Regions from separate parts of the Sus scrofa genome. Here regions 1 and 3 are each linked to region 2. The links are chromatin contacts, called in public HiChIP or PLAC-seq and promoter capture Hi-C maps. All regions are on one chromosome and are shown on one strand. The core of a region is the stretch at or near the end of the contact, and the rest is flanking DNA. Distances in the headings are between cores, read along the strand shown. Region 1 overlaps ELMSAN1 (ELM2 and SANT domain-containing protein 1). Region 2 holds the start of ELMSAN1 (ELM2 and SANT domain-containing protein 1). Region 3 holds the start of PTGR2 (prostaglandin reductase 2).

What was found. Promoter capture Hi-C pulls out the DNA fragments that hold promoters and counts their contacts. HiChIP or PLAC-seq counts read pairs in DNA pulled down with a chosen protein or histone mark.
Region 1: an H3K27ac HiChIP or PLAC-seq map of skeletal muscle shows a contact between it and region 2. The contact joins the enhancer-like site here to the promoter of ELMSAN1 in region 2. A contact is called at or near these places in 1 of 5 promoter capture datasets (fetal liver), 12 of 47 Hi-C or Micro-C datasets (blood, brain, embryonic fibroblasts and 8 more) and 2 of 2 datasets of contacts at active chromatin or transcription factors (alveolar macrophages and skeletal muscle).
Region 3: a contact with region 2 is called in a promoter capture Hi-C map of liver, with 2.4 times the contacts expected there. The contact joins the promoter of PTGR2 here to the promoter of ELMSAN1 in region 2. A contact is called at or near these places in 1 of 5 promoter capture datasets (liver), 3 of 47 Hi-C or Micro-C datasets (liver and skeletal muscle) and 1 of 2 datasets of contacts at active chromatin or transcription factors (skeletal muscle).

The regions. Positions count from the first base shown.
Region 1 is chr7:97,076,237-97,080,842 of Sscrofa11.1, forward strand. ELMSAN1 (ELM2 and SANT domain-containing protein 1) reads right to left here. Exons shown (of 13, transcript XM_021099496.1): 2 at 1-1,033. The coding sequence starts at 798. Among named protein-coding and RNA genes, the nearest start is that of PNMA1, 27 kb to the left of the region's middle. Within about 2 kb of position 2,610, at least 52 of the 83 cell types and tissues checked have an H3K27ac peak or open chromatin away from gene starts, as enhancers often do. A contact at or near this core is called in alveolar macrophages, brain, embryonic fibroblasts and 6 more, where this site is marked.
Region 2 is chr7:97,123,636-97,128,645 of Sscrofa11.1, forward strand. ELMSAN1 (ELM2 and SANT domain-containing protein 1) reads right to left here and starts at 1,601. Exons shown (of 13, transcript XM_021099496.1): 1 at 665-1,601.
Region 3 is chr7:97,172,038-97,176,800 of Sscrofa11.1, forward strand. PTGR2 (prostaglandin reductase 2) reads left to right here and starts at 2,106. Exons shown (of 10, transcript XM_003128657.4): 1 at 2,106-2,261.

The DNA of each region.
Region 1 (4,606 bases), core at 1,360-3,859, 46 kb before region 2:
CATCTGGGGCAGGGCTGCCTGTTGCTGCTGCTGCTGCTGCTTCTGCGGCGGGAAGGCGGCAACAGGGTTGGGGGGAGGCGGGCCCTGCCGGAAGACTTGCCGGTTCACCTGGTGGCCGAACGCCAGCTGGAAGGGCTGCAGGGGCAGCGTCTGGTTTGGGGGCTTCTTGGCCACATGGAAAGAGTTCAGGGGCGCCTGAGGCTGCCCTACGTCCAGCTGCACCTTCTGTGGCATCATTGGCCGCACGGCGTTTCCATAGCGGTCCAGCTGCGGCCCCCCTCCCTTCTCCCGCTTCAGTGCCTCGGGGTGGTTATAGTAGGTGGAGACCCCCATGCCAGGATGAGGGCTCCCCTTGGGTCCACTGTAGAGGGGCAAGCTGTGGCGGTTCCACGTTGAGTGGGGTGGAGGCTGCCCGGGCTGCTGCTGCCAGCCGCTGTCACTGACACCCCCACCTCCTCCACGCTCTGGGCCCCTCCCTGGAGCCATCACAGAGTTGGGCCACTTGACTGAGCCCATCTGCTGGGACAACATGGTTCGCTCAGACCCATACACTACAGAGTTCAGCAGGGCCAGGCTGTTGGGAGGGGGCAGTTCCACAGGCTGGGAGGCAGGGACAGCCCCTGCTGGACCCTCCTGCCCAAAGTAAGGCTCCTCCTTGACTCTGGTGGATTGAGGAGGGGCCGGGGGCTGCTGGGGGGCTTGCAGGGCTTGGGGCTGCTCCTTGGGAGCTGGTTCCTGGTCCCCAAAGAGGCAACGCTTCCGCTTGTTCTGAGCCTTGGGCTGGGCCTGGAGGTTCATGGTGTGGCCAACGGGGCCCCGGAGTGAGACCTACTTCACCGGCTGCCCATCCCCTGGGGGATGGTCCTGCTCGAAGCCTGGCCCTAGTCCGGCAGCCAATGGGGGCAGAGAAAATGCTGGATGATGCAGTCAGGCACAGGGAGAAGGAACTGCTGGCTCTTCCTTCCTCGCTGTAGAGAGGCCCTTGGGCTTCTCTACTCTTCGCAGTTCATGATGCTCCACAGGGCTCTGGAGCCTGCAGACAGAAGAGCAATAGCATCAGCCACAGTCTCCCATGATGCTCCAGAGGTCAGCACAAGTGTGAGAGGAGGGCCTCAAGGGCCCTTCGGTTCCACAGCCTCCTGGGGACAAGCCCAAGGGCACAGAGCAGCATTGGTGAGGCAGGAGCCAGGACCACGGGGGAGCTACCAGAAGGCAGCAACATCTCCCAGGGTACCCTGGGGCTCTCCTGTTGTCCCACCACCTCGCCCTCTTGGTTAGGCTCCAGAACTGCTGCATTTGGTTATGTAACTTGCATGCAGCACAAAGATACCTGCCAAGGCTGAGATCCAATCCAGCCTGATCGCCTTTGGTCAAGCTGGGATAAGGAGTGGCAACGGCCATGGTGGGTTCTCTTCTCCTCTGAAGCCAGGCCTCAACCCCCTGGACAGCCAGGCAGGTCCTCTTACATCTGACCAGGCAGTAGCCTCCTCACCAGACCCAGCAGGAGTTTTGCCTCCTCTGACACTCCTGCTCTGAGACCTCAGACAGAAAGGGGAGGAAACAGGAGCCATTCCCAACTGTGCAGCCCAAGGGTTGGAAGCCCCACCAGGCCCTTGCAGAGTCCCAGGCCCAAGGCTAGGCCCAAGCACTGGTGGTAGGTAAGGCCCCAGAAGGGTGTGTGCAGTTCTAGCCCCACCCCTGGGAGGAGCTGCTGGGTGGAACTGTGGCTGCCGATTCTTCCCCTAACAGCACAGAACCTGTTTTGCAACCTCTGCTGGCTGGAGACAGGATCCAGCCCGGTGGCTGGTCAACAGTTCCCACCCCGCCTCCGCCACTGCCAAAGAGCGCCTGGCATCTGGAGTAAAGGAATAGTAGAGCTGCAATATTGCGGGTGTGCAGACTGCTTAGAACTTCTCAGGTCCAGAAGGTTTCTCCAGGACATGGCGTGACTAAGGGCTCACAGTGTTCCTGTGTTTGTTTTCTAACTTGATTTTAAAAACAAAAACAAAACCAGGTTGCTCTATTTATCCTGCTACACAGTGGAAAGAACTGAGACCAGTATTTTTCATTTACATGTGCTTTTATTACTTACATGCAAGTTATAACTGACACCTATCACTTGCATGTATTCAGACGTTTTCTTTCTTCAGAGAGGGTTTTTTTGCTGTTGTTTACTGTGTGAGGGGTGCCCCCCTCTGGAGGTTGGTGATGGGAGGGGGAGCAGCTACAAGATCCACCTCTTTGCCAAAGGAAGATTCTGATCCTGAGCCACTCAGTCTAGAAGGGGGTTGGGGGGGGGGGAGAGAGCTCAGGAAGCCCTGGGGACTGGATCTGCAGGTCCAGGCTGACCTCAGACGTCAGAACCGAGAAACTCGAGGTCACTGTTAGCAGCTCCGGGAGTTCCTAGGAAAGCCGCCGAGAGGAGAGCAGAACTGGGCACACGGGCAGACTCTAGTACGAAGCCCTGGCTGCCCCCGGCGATGCCCCGACCCCTGGGAGGCGGCCGCGCTATCGCTCCTCCGCAGGCTTCCGCAGCTCCCCAGCCCTTCCCCTCCAGGAGCAGCGGGCGTGCCGCGCTCCCGCCCCCTGCTGCCTCTCACTTTCACCCAGCACCCCGAAGGGGAGGAACTTCCTCCTCCATTTCCTTCCTCAGCTCCCAGGCCCTGTCGCCCGCGAGAGCGACGCTCCCTGCTCGCCCCCCCCCCTTTGTCTCGCCTCTGGAAGCTGCAAGAGGGGGAGACAAGGCGGACCCCCAGTCACCCAGACCCCGGCACAAGGGGAGGACGAGGACCAGCCGAGAGGGCTGAGGCCACGGAAACCGCTTCCCCGAACACCCCCCCCCCCCGCCCTCTTGCTTTTAAACCCTCATTCCCTGACAGCCAGCCCAATTCAGAGCGGAGCCCTACAGTCAGCCGCCAGACCGAAAATAACCCCGGGCGCCATCCTGAAGCTGCAGGGTGGGACTGTCCCGGCTCCAGATCTCAGGCTCTGCCTCTCCAGTCAGCACAAACCAGCTACAAGTACGTGTGTGTCTGCAGACGCAAGACCCAGGAAGGAAGAACGTGCAGGAGGGAGGGAAGGGGGGAGGGGGAGGGCGCAGGTCCACGTGCCTCCCGTGAACTGGGAGCCTCCCCTCCCCTACTGTACACAGACAGCCCCCCCCATCACATCACAGCCCTGTCGCCTTGTGAGCCACAGCACAGGCTTGGGGCTTGGAGGAAGGGAAGGTCCACGTGGCAGATGGGCTTGGGTGCACGTGTGTGTCTGAGGCAGGGTACCCAGGCACGAGGATGGCCGCTCAGCGGTAGGGGAGATGCCGGTGGAGTCCGTGAAGAGGGATCCAAGGTAGGGCTGCTCCTGCTCCAGGCCTGCTCACCTGCAGCTGCTTGGTCAGGTCAGGAAGGGCCAGGCTCAGCTGGTCTACCTCCCATCCCCCGCTGTGCACAACAAGGAGGGCCTTTCGTCTGGACGCCACAGTAGGTTTCCAAAGCTGGGCCAAGAATTGTTTAGAAGAAATCAAAGGGCCAATTCAGGAGAGGCTGAAGCTTCTGCAGAGGCCTCCCTGTCACCCCCATTGGAAGGCTGCTAACAGTGCTAAGAGCACAGACACCCAGGCCTGGGACCCTCAGAGAAGAAAGGTGGTTATCTAGGGGGATGGAAAAAGAGTGGAAGATGCCTGGGAACCCTAGAGGTAGGAGGAGAGGCACCAGGGCACGTAATAATAGTAGTAGTAGCAGCAGCAGCTAGTATATGCAATAATAATAACAGGAGTTCCTATTGTGGCCCAGTGGATTAAGAACCTGACTAGTGTCCATGAGGATGCAGGTTCCACCATTGGCCTCACTCAGTGCGTTAAGGATCCGCTGTTGCCATGAGCTGTGGTGTGGGTTGCAGATGCGGCTCAGATCTGGCATGGCTGTGGCTGTGGCGTAGGCCAGCAGCTGCAGCTCCCATTTGACCCCTAGCCTGGGAACCTCCCTATGCCACAGGTACAGGCAGATCCTAAGTGTGCTGCACATGTTTTCAAGACAGCATGAAGCTAAAGCAGGAAGCACTGGCATTTTAACCTCCATTTTACGGCTGAGTTAGATGAGGTGCAGAGGGGCTGAGTAACTTGCCAATGGTCTCATGAAAATTATAGTTACAGAGTCAGGGCTTGAACTTAGGTCTGCCTGACTCCAAGACCAAGCTTTTATTCCTTATCCCTAAGACAGGGGGCTAGGACGTCAGGGCCCTCTCTGCACACCTCCTTTCCACAGCATGCTCCCAATCTTTGGTCTCAGGGCAAGCATTTTCTGGAACACAGATATCCCTCCTCACTGGCGCTGGGAAGCCCCTTACCCTCACCTGAACTGTTGGCAGGTAAACCTCTCCTATCCGGCCCCGTACAGCTGGGACCCTTAGTCCTATGGGAAGGGAAGGAGGGAAGGGGCCTCCCCACAGAGGTGCCAGCAGGCTGGGGAGTCCACTGGCCGCTTTGGCCTCGTTCTCCAGGCCAGGACCCTCCATCCCCTGCAAGCCCAGCCCTGCCTCAGTTCTGGTTGCTGCTGCTGGGGCTTCCAGCTCTCATACCCCATTCCTACGGCTCAGCCTGCATCCTGGCCGG
Region 2 (5,010 bases), core at 351-2,850:
AAATTGCAAAGTGTTAGGACTTAGTGATTACTGTCAGGTTCGGGACGTGGTGTAGGAGGAGAAAGGGTGGGGGGGGTGTCAGCGGAATTTATTCAAAAGGGACTTAAGGGGCAATTCTGGATTTGCTTTTTGGAAATGCGTAGGGTTGTTTTCCCAAACTGCCTAGTTGCTCTGCTCTTCGTCACTGGGGGGCCAAGCAAAGAAAAATGGGGGGAAAGTTCCTTTAACTTCCTTCCTGCGACCTCAGCGAGGGCTGCGAAGAGGAAGAGCACGCTTCCCTGGGAAGCACCGGGCGGGGACTGGAGGGCGGCTGCGCCCAGCCTGTGGGGATGGGGGGCGCCGGGCGGACAACTAGCCCGGGACGCAGGCCGCGGGAAGCCCCTTCCCTGCACCCCTCCGCTCGCCAACGGCGCCTGGAGCGGCCCGGCTGCAGCCCTGGCTGATTTAAGTCCCGCGGCAAACCTGCGACCACTGGGGCTCAGCTCGAGGCCCGGCTCTCGGCCGAGCTCCCTCCCTGCAGCGCCCTCCGCACGCAAGCCCAGCGCAGCCGGCCCTGCCCGGCCCGCCAAATCCCCGCCCGCGCGGCCAAGCTCCGGCCCAGAACGTTTCCCAGCCCCACGTCGGCGCCCCGGCAGCGAAGGGGGCGCCGAGCCCCGCGGCTCACCTGCGCGCTGGATCCCGGGGCCGCTCAGAGGGGTGCGAGGCGCGGGGCGCAGGCGAGCACGGCCCGCAGACACGGCCCGCAGACTCAAACTTTGTTGCTCTCGGGACGGCGCAGTCGTCACTTCCTCGCGGAGCGGGTGGCGCGGCCCGGGCTGTGGCCCAGCAGCTCGCGCGCGGTGGCGCGCCGGGCCCTGCAGCCGCCCGCGCCCCCGGCTCTGCGCGCCCTCGGCTGCGGGAGGAAGAGGGCAGCGGTCCGCCGAGCCTGCACCCCTCGCGGTCAAGCTCGCTCCAGCCGGGTCGTTTTCGCGCCGAAGAAGTGAAGTCGCGCCTCCTCTCAGGCTGGGTGGGGGAGATGGTGTTGGGGTTCAGGGACCCAAAGCTGAGGTTCCAGGAGAAACAAAGGGTGAGGAAGTAGGAAGAGAAAGTTTTTTCAGTGTGGCGTTGAGGCTAGGTCGTGCTAGAGAGCAGAGTGCTCTGTGTATTTGCTTTGGTTTGTTTTTTGTTTTTAACCAAATAATGACTAAACTGGACCTTAAAACGCAAGCCTCCTCTCCTCACGTCCCCTCATAGGATCTGCACGTTCTTCGTCATTTCCACTGATCATATGGGCACAGGACGTTCCGTATTTATCAGCCTTCAGGGGGCTCTTTCAGCGCCCAAGTTGGGGCTGCAAAATAGTTTCAAAATCCTCCCCCGCGATTTCCACCTCCTCCTTTACACTGAATTTCACAGATCTCTTTGGGGCCTGATGCATTCCGTGTTTCGTCATGGACCAAAAGTGACTTGGAGGGTAGGGTGGAGCCCTGACAAGAGGAGCTTCAGGCAGGAGTAATTCTGAAATTTATCATTCTCAAAATAAATTTGCTCGCCGTATTAAAAAGCATAACAAGAAAAACTATCTTTCTGGTTTCTGATAAATAGCAACAAAGTAGTTAAAGAGCAGCCTTTCGGGAAGAATTCCTGATCTGGTAACTCTGGAGAGAAAACGGGTTAGCCTTTGCTGTGGTTAAGAAAAAAAAAAAAAAAAAAGCAGACATTTGAAACTGCAGTGGAGGGCTTTCATAACAGAAACATTAGCTTCATTGTAGCTTGTTGTGAAAACAGGGACCTTTTCAAAGGTGGTTCAAAAGCATCAGTTAGAGCTCAACAATTTTCCCTTTTTCCCTAAATGCGGCTCCTACTAGCCCATTGGCCAGATCACAGAACCTCCCGTTCTAATGCTTCATCTTTTTACTAAAGCACAGGAAACCAGAGAGTTGAGTGAAGGCTTTGTCCAGAAAGGTGGATGTAAAATTGATAGAAAGTGACATCTGAGAAATGATCCCCAGGTCTGTGTTAATACCTAGTGGGAAGCCACAAGTGCAGACTCAGCCAAAGGTTAGGAGTGTGAAGATGGACGCTTTCCTAGCAACATAAAATCCCCCACATTGCAGCCTTTTATGCTCTATTCTAATTTCTACTGAGACATTATTAATGGCACATTATAAATATAAAATGCACCATGTAAGAAAAATAGTATTGCTTTGAGAAATAAGTGCATTATTAGACTCTCAATGATTATAGTCCTCTGAAATTTTTATGACATCACACTGTTTGCAGGGTGGTGCTGGAGGGTTTATCCAATTCGGTTTTGAAATAGAAGTAATTCCTTAATGCCTTCCGCTTAAAGCAAGCCATGACATAATCAAGAGGCGCAGAGAGAATATGTCACCCAGGTTTCTAAAAGCAATCACGTGATACTCCGTATTTGCCAGAACAAAAGCAGAATATTTCTTTGTTCAGTGTTGTGGGTCTGAATTCTCAGTCACAATTCCATGAATATTCAGTATTTCCGCATGCCGGGGAATAATTAGTAGACAGTGTAAAAGTGTGAAGGCCTGACACTTATGAATGCGCAGACACGTATTACTTTTTCTCTGCATAGGGCTGCATTTGCTGGAGTATCACAAAGCGTGGAAGGTATGGTGAGCACACTGGAAGACAGCCCCCTGCTGATAGTGATCCCCCCCCCCCACCTCCTGGTATTCATGCCCTGTGTAATCTCCTCTTCCTGAGTGTGGGCTGGACTAATTGACTCAGTTGTAACGTTCAGCATATGGCAGAAGTCATGTGATGTCACTGCTGAGACAAGGTTATAAAAAACCCTGCCACTTCCACCTTGAGTTCTCTGTTTCTTGTTCTTTCTTGGATCATTCACTGTGGGAGTAGCTAGCTGCCATGTCCTTAGGCAGCCCTGTAGACAGGAATTGAGGCCTGCCAACAACCACATGAGTTAGCTTGGGAAAGGTTACCTCCCCCTACCCCCAAGCCAATCGAGCCTTCGGATGAGAACTTCAACCCCAGCCTAGAGCTGCCTCATGAGAGTCCTTGTAGCAGAGGCATCCACCTGAGCTGCCTGGATTTCTGACCCACAGACACTGGAAGAAAATAAATATTTGTGGTCTTAAGTTGCTATGTTTTGGAGTCATTTGTTACACAGCCATAGATCACTAATGCATAGGCCAAAAGAGAAGTGAGTTATCATGGGCCCAATGACAAACCCACACAGACTTTCTGGGCCCTCACCTGGAAAGCAGAACATGGAGAAAGAGACAGGGTCCTGGACCAGACCTAGGTGTAACACATAAATCTTTTTTTTTTCTTTTTAGAGCTGCACTTGTGGCATAGGAAGTTTCCAGGCTAGGAGTCGAAGTCAGAGCTGCAGTTGCCCACCTATGCCACAAGCCACAGCAATACCAGATCTGAGCCGTGCCTGCAACCTACACCTCTGTTCACGGCAATGCTGGATCCTTAACCTACTGAGCGGGGCCAGGGATCAAACCCACATCTTCATGGATACTAGTTGGATTCATTACCACTGAGCTACAATGGTAACTTCTAACACATAAATCCTAATAACCGGAGGCCTAGCCCTCACACCTTTTACAGAGCAAAGGTCATCCTTGAATTTAAACTGGGTCAGCAGGTTTTGGTTGCTGCTCAGTCCCAGGCAGCCCTGGTACTAGGTGTCATCAACCAGATAGTATGTGCAGGATGTCTTTGTGTCACAAGAATTGTCATCTGTCCAGGTGTCCTCTTCCTCCTCCTCGGGATACCTGCCCTGATCCCCAAGGCCTTGGCACAATTAGTGACTGTGGAGTCAGGCCTTGGTCCTGGAAAGGGAGCTTGAAAAATGGGCCTTCAACCGTGGCAGCCAGAAGGCTTTTCAGTGGGGGTCCAAATGCTAGGAAGAAAGGCTTGTGATCCTGCAGTCAAAGAGCAAGCCGTGGACTAGCTGATAAGAATCGCCTCCACACTGCTTCCAGGGCTACAAAGAACATTCTGTCCGTGTGATGCTTATCTTTCTCTCAGCATCATTTCCTCTCTGACTGGAGCTAATTATTTACTTTAAAAACACAAAACAAAGTTTTAGGAAGCAGGAAAGATGTACACTCCTTCATCCCTTACCAGGTAGGCACCTACTTGTGCTTCTCCCCCCATGTCCCCCTCCCCCTCAGCCAATCTCATAGAAGCTGGCAATTGTAGGGCCCTGTTCAGTTTCCCTCCAGAGACACGAGGCTCTGATTTTTCTCATATGCAGTGGCCGCAGCTGCTGTGTTGCCATGCCATCATCCGGTTGCTAGGACTTGTGAGGTTGTAGATGTGCCAGAACGTGAATCTATTAATTTAACAGGAACCAGGCTCAGCACATACGTTCCTTGTTAGGTCATTTACTTTGCTACCTAAACCACATCCAATGCGTGCAGCAATGGGAACGTTTCCTAGAGTCTGGCTTTGCAAAAATACTAAATGCCCTGAATTTTGAGTCTGCACAGTCAGTTTTATATTATTAAATTACTGGGGAGGACATAAAGACATTCTAGCAAACAGATTCACTCAGGAAAAAAAAATCAAGGAAAGGGGAATAGTCAAAGTCTCCGGTCTTCATTCTCTACATGTTGAGGTCTTTTTACCGGTTAGTTCTGTATGAACTAACTTGTGTAGAAATCCTGTCCTGAGCCCAGGTTGCTCACTGATAAGGTCTGAGTTCGCCAACACCAGAACTAGGTGATGTGTGTGCCTTTTTTTTTTTTTTTTTTTTTTTTTTTTTTTTGCCATGTCTTGGGCCGCTGCCTCGGCATATGGAGGTTCCCAGGCTAGGGGTCGAATCGGAGCCGTAGCCGCCGACTTACGCCAGAGCCACAGCAACGCAGGATCCGAGCTGAGTCTGCAACCTGTACCACAGCTCACAGCAATGCTGGATCCTTAACCCACTGAGCAAGGCCAGGGATCGTACCTGCAGCCTCATGGTTCCTAGTCGGATTTGTTAACCACTGAGTGGGAACTCCCTGTGTGCCTTTGATAAGA
Region 3 (4,763 bases), core at 856-3,355, 49 kb after region 2:
CACCCTTCTCCTTCTGCTTGGCAACCACAAGTCTGTCCTCTATGTGTGAGTCTGTTTCTGTTCTGTAGATAGGTTTATCCATGCCACATAAATAATATCATAAGTAATTTTAGATTTCACATAAGTAATATCCTATGGTATGTCTTTCTCTTTCTGACTTACTTCACTTAGTTTGCTATAGTATACTTTAGCATATCTAGAGACATTCAGTAGTCATCTATCCTTTACTGATGATATTAATTTTGATCACCAAAATCAAGACATTGCCTGATTTTTCTACTGCATAATTACCACTTTTTCCCTCCCTTGCACTAATACCTCTGTGTGGAAACACTTTATGACCATGCAAATATCCTGTTTCTCAATACACTATCCCTGTTATATTATGATTTATAGTAATAAGTACACATATATGGTCTTCACCCAATTCTGGCACTAAGCTCCTAAAGCCCTTAGAACTTCCTAAGTGAAGAGAGCATCCAAGTATCTTTTGCTTATGTTAATAAAGTAACTTTTGGAAAGCTGACAAACAACCTATGATGGGAGTTACTTATCACGGGAACCAACTAAAGGGTTAGAAGTTTGGAACTTTCGGTCACCTCACCACCCTACCCCCTTGAGAGGGGAGAGGGGCTGGAGTTTGAGTACAATTGCAACGGCCAATGATTTAGTCATTTGTGCCTGTGTAACGAAGCCTCTATAAAAATCCAAAAGGATAGGGTTTGGAGAACTTCCAGGTTAGTGCACACTTGGAAATGAAGGGTGACTGTCCAGCCTGGAGACAGCATGGAAGCTCTACACCCTTTTCTAGTATTTACCCTATGCATTGTTTCCACCTGACTCCTCCAGAGCTGTATCCTTTTTATAACAATTGTAATCTAGTAAGTAAAATGCTTCTCAGAGTTCTGTGAGCTGCTCTAGAAAATTGATTGAACCCAGGCAGGGGATCCTTGGAACCTCCAATTTATAACCTGTTTGTCAGAAGCATAGGTGACAATATGGACTTTCCATTGGCATCTGAACGCGTGTGTGTGTGAGAGAGAGAGCACGCAAGAGCGAGATAGCGAGCAAGCGAGTGTGAGGGGCAGTTTTAGAGGACTGAGTCCTTGTGGGATCTGATGTTATCTCCAGGTAGATAGTATCAGAATTGAGCTGAATTGTAAGACACCCAAGCTGGTGTCTGAGCACTGCTTGCTGGTGTGTGGGGAAACTCCCCTAATTGAAATTGGATGGAGAATCCAAATTGAGTGCAGAATATCAGTCTCCCTTAGACTTAACATCTACTGATAACTGTTTTTGTTTGTTTGTTTTTTAAGGCCACACGGGCAGCATTTGGAAGATCCCGGGATAGGGGTTGAATTGGAGCTGCTGCTGGCCTACACCACAGCCACAGCAACACCAGGAAAAAACCAAAACAAAACAAACAAAAAAACTACAAAATTAATTTAATGTTACAGGGTTTCTTTTCTACTTTGAAAGATTCTTTTTTTTTTTTTTTTGGTCTTTTTTAGGGCTGCACCCATGGCATATGGTCATTCCCAGGCTAGGGGTGGAATTGGAGCTGTAGCTGCAGGCTTATGCTACTGCCACAGCAACGCTGGATCCAAGCCGCGTCTGCGACCTACACCACAGGTCACGGCGACGCCTGATCCTTAACCCACTGAACAGGCCAGGGATTGAACCCACAACCTCATGGTTACTAGTCGGATTTGTTTCCACTGCGCCACAACAGGAACTCCCTGAAGAGACTATTTAAGGGCAGCACTGTCCCTAATTAGCTGAAAGGTAGATGGTTCAATCACAGCAATCCTCCAAGCCTCAGTTTCTCCTTTCATCAAACGAGGGGCAGGCCCTGTCTCACTGTAATACTCCAATCGGAGGCTCCTAGAGAAATCCATAAAACAAATAAAATTCTTTCAAAGCCTGCTAGAAGTGAATTCTCTGGTCAAGGTTGAACGATTTGCTCTTTGGATCCAGGCAGTAAGGGGCGGCCACAGGGCACCAACTCTGGTTAACTTATTAATACACTGCCCAGACAGCAACCAGTTTTTAAAGCTCAGCACCTTCCTGGCCTCTCCCGAAAACGTGGAAGCCCAGCAACAAGCCTAAACTTCAAGAGCCCGCCCCTGGGATGGGAGGGGGTGTAGAACTGAGGGCTAGTCCTGAGCGCCTGCGTACTGCAGTCAGAGGGCGGAGGTCGCGCGGCGAGCCCCTCGCCAGCTTCGCAAATCTCGCGAGACTTCCTCCCACGACCCTTGGAGGTGAGCGAACCTTAAGGGACTCCCCTTCCGAGGTGTTGGGGCTGCGGAATGCGAAGGTGGGTTGGTCCTTGGGGCGAGGGAGGGTCAAGGAATCAGGGTGATCTCCAGGCTTCCTCTGGAGCTGCTGGCAGCGTTGGAATTATTACCTAGGTCACTAGGATGGGGAAATGCTCGGGAAGAAGCTGAGGCAGAGTTTTGTTTTGTTTTGTTTTTGTAAAGAATTGTTGGTAGCAAGGACCCTCAAATGTGGTCGTAATTGTGTTTAAGGTGCCTTTAGGACGTTCACAACACATATTTAATGGGCATCTACCATGTGCCAGGCATAGGAGGTGAACATAAATCACTGAGCTAAGCAGGTATGAGGACCTGTCCTCTTGGTGCTTACTGTCTGGGGAAGTCAGTTTGAAATTCTGGGCTGTAGACGTAGATTTTTAGTACTTTACATGTAAGTGGTTGGTAGTGGGAACCATAAAGGAAGGTGAGACAGGGAAGAGCTATCTATGCAGGAATCGCCACATGCTAAACATGGAAAAGGAGGAGGAAACCAGAAGTCCCAAAGGTGAGGAGAGCCACCGTCCAGAAAAAGTGGAGAAAATTCAGAGATTTACAAATTTTGACCGGTGAATGGAATCTTTTGTGGCAGAATAATTGAGCAAGATCAGGATAAAGTTTGTTGGTTTGTTCGTTTTCCCTATTTTTTAAAGGTCAGCACCTTGAGAGGCTCATGTTACTGCAGTGGTGTTTGTTGTGTATTCATTACCAGTTGTGTGACCTCGGGCAAATTATTCATCCTCTCTGTGCCCCTTTTTTTCTCCTCTGTAAAATAGGAATAATGACAGTACCATCCTTATAGGGTTGTTGGGTGGAGGGGTTAAAGGAACCATGACTATTAAGTCTTTAGCCCAGTTCCTGGCACGTAGGAACATTCTGGAAGCAAGCTGAGAGAAGGAACTTTGCCAAGATCTCGGGAGATTAGAAGCAGGACTTGTGCTCTGCTCTTCCGGAGCTCAGTGCCCTTTCCCCTCTATTAGGCTGCAAGGTAGACAGTCGAATAATACACTCTTTGAGGGCACTAGAATTTTTCAGTTCATTGTTGCTCTTGTCTTATTTTGGAGTATTGGTTTCTACCAGTTAGGAACCTGCTTTATATCGTATCAGGCAAATGGTTTACTTGACGTCAGTCAGTTAGGACTTGAGGATTTTTTTTTTTTACCCTACTTGGAATACATTTAACACCATCCTGCCTTCCTTTGAGATCTAGAACTGGTTTATCATATTTTAGATTTTAATTTTGTGACTCAGTTCTTTATGTTTTAATTGTGCTGTCCCTTGTGCTATTGAGGGATACTGTGCGATTGTCCTACTTTAGTTGATTGTAGTGTTTGACGCTTGAAAACTTTCTAATGTAATACAGAGGGAGAAAACTTTGATAGTGTACTTTTCATACTGATCAGCAGTATTTGGACAGATAATTTAATGCAATAAAGCATACATTGAAAGTAATTAGAGAAAAGGGCAAATATGAAACTGCATTTGGAAAGATTCCTTTGATTGAAAATTAGCCATCAAGATGTCCTTAATCACCACTTAGGGTCAGTTATCTTTGGATCCAGTATCAAGTTGGAAAACTGTGCTTTTTTTTTTTTTTTTTTCCCACTGTACAGCAAGGGGGTCAGGTTATCCTTACATGTATACATTACAATTACGTTTTTTCCCCCACCCTTTGTTCTGTTGCAACATGAGTATCTAGACATAGTTCTCAATGCTATTCAGCAGGATCTCCTTGTAAATCTATTCTAGGTTGTGTCTGATGAGCCCAAGCTCCCGATCCCTCCCACTCCCTCCCCCTCCCATCAGGCAGCCACAAGTCTCTTCTCCAAGTCCATGATTTTCTTTTCTGAGGAGATGTTCATTTGTGCTGGATATTAGATTCCAGTTATAAGTGATATCATATGGTATTTGTCTTTGTCTTTCTGGCTCATTTCACTCAGGATGAGATTCTCTAGTTCCATCCATGTTGCTGCAAATGGCATTATGTCATTCTTTTTTATGGCTGAGTAGTATTCCATTGTGTATATATACCACATCTTCCGAATCCAATCCTCTGGAAAACTGTGCTTTTAACTCTTAGGTAATTTACACACAAATCGATTCAGTAAAAAATTTTCTTTAAAAAGTATATTTAGGCTAAAAGACATTATGGACTTCTTGCTGTGATGAAATAGGATGCACACAGCACCACCTTTAAAGATTCAGCCTGAAAAGTCTGAATCTGCATCTAATCAAACCTCTAGATTCAACCTAAAAAGTCTGAATCTGTATCTAATGAAGCCTCTAGATCTAACTACCAGTCAAGGATGGGAGGGGAGGTAGAAGAATGAAGTGAATAACACTACGAGGATGCAATCAAAGGACATGCTACAGAAAAAGAGATGAAGAAACGACTGTTTTTCAGCAATCAATGATGTGAAATGTGAAGGCAGGAGAGACTGAAAATATAGT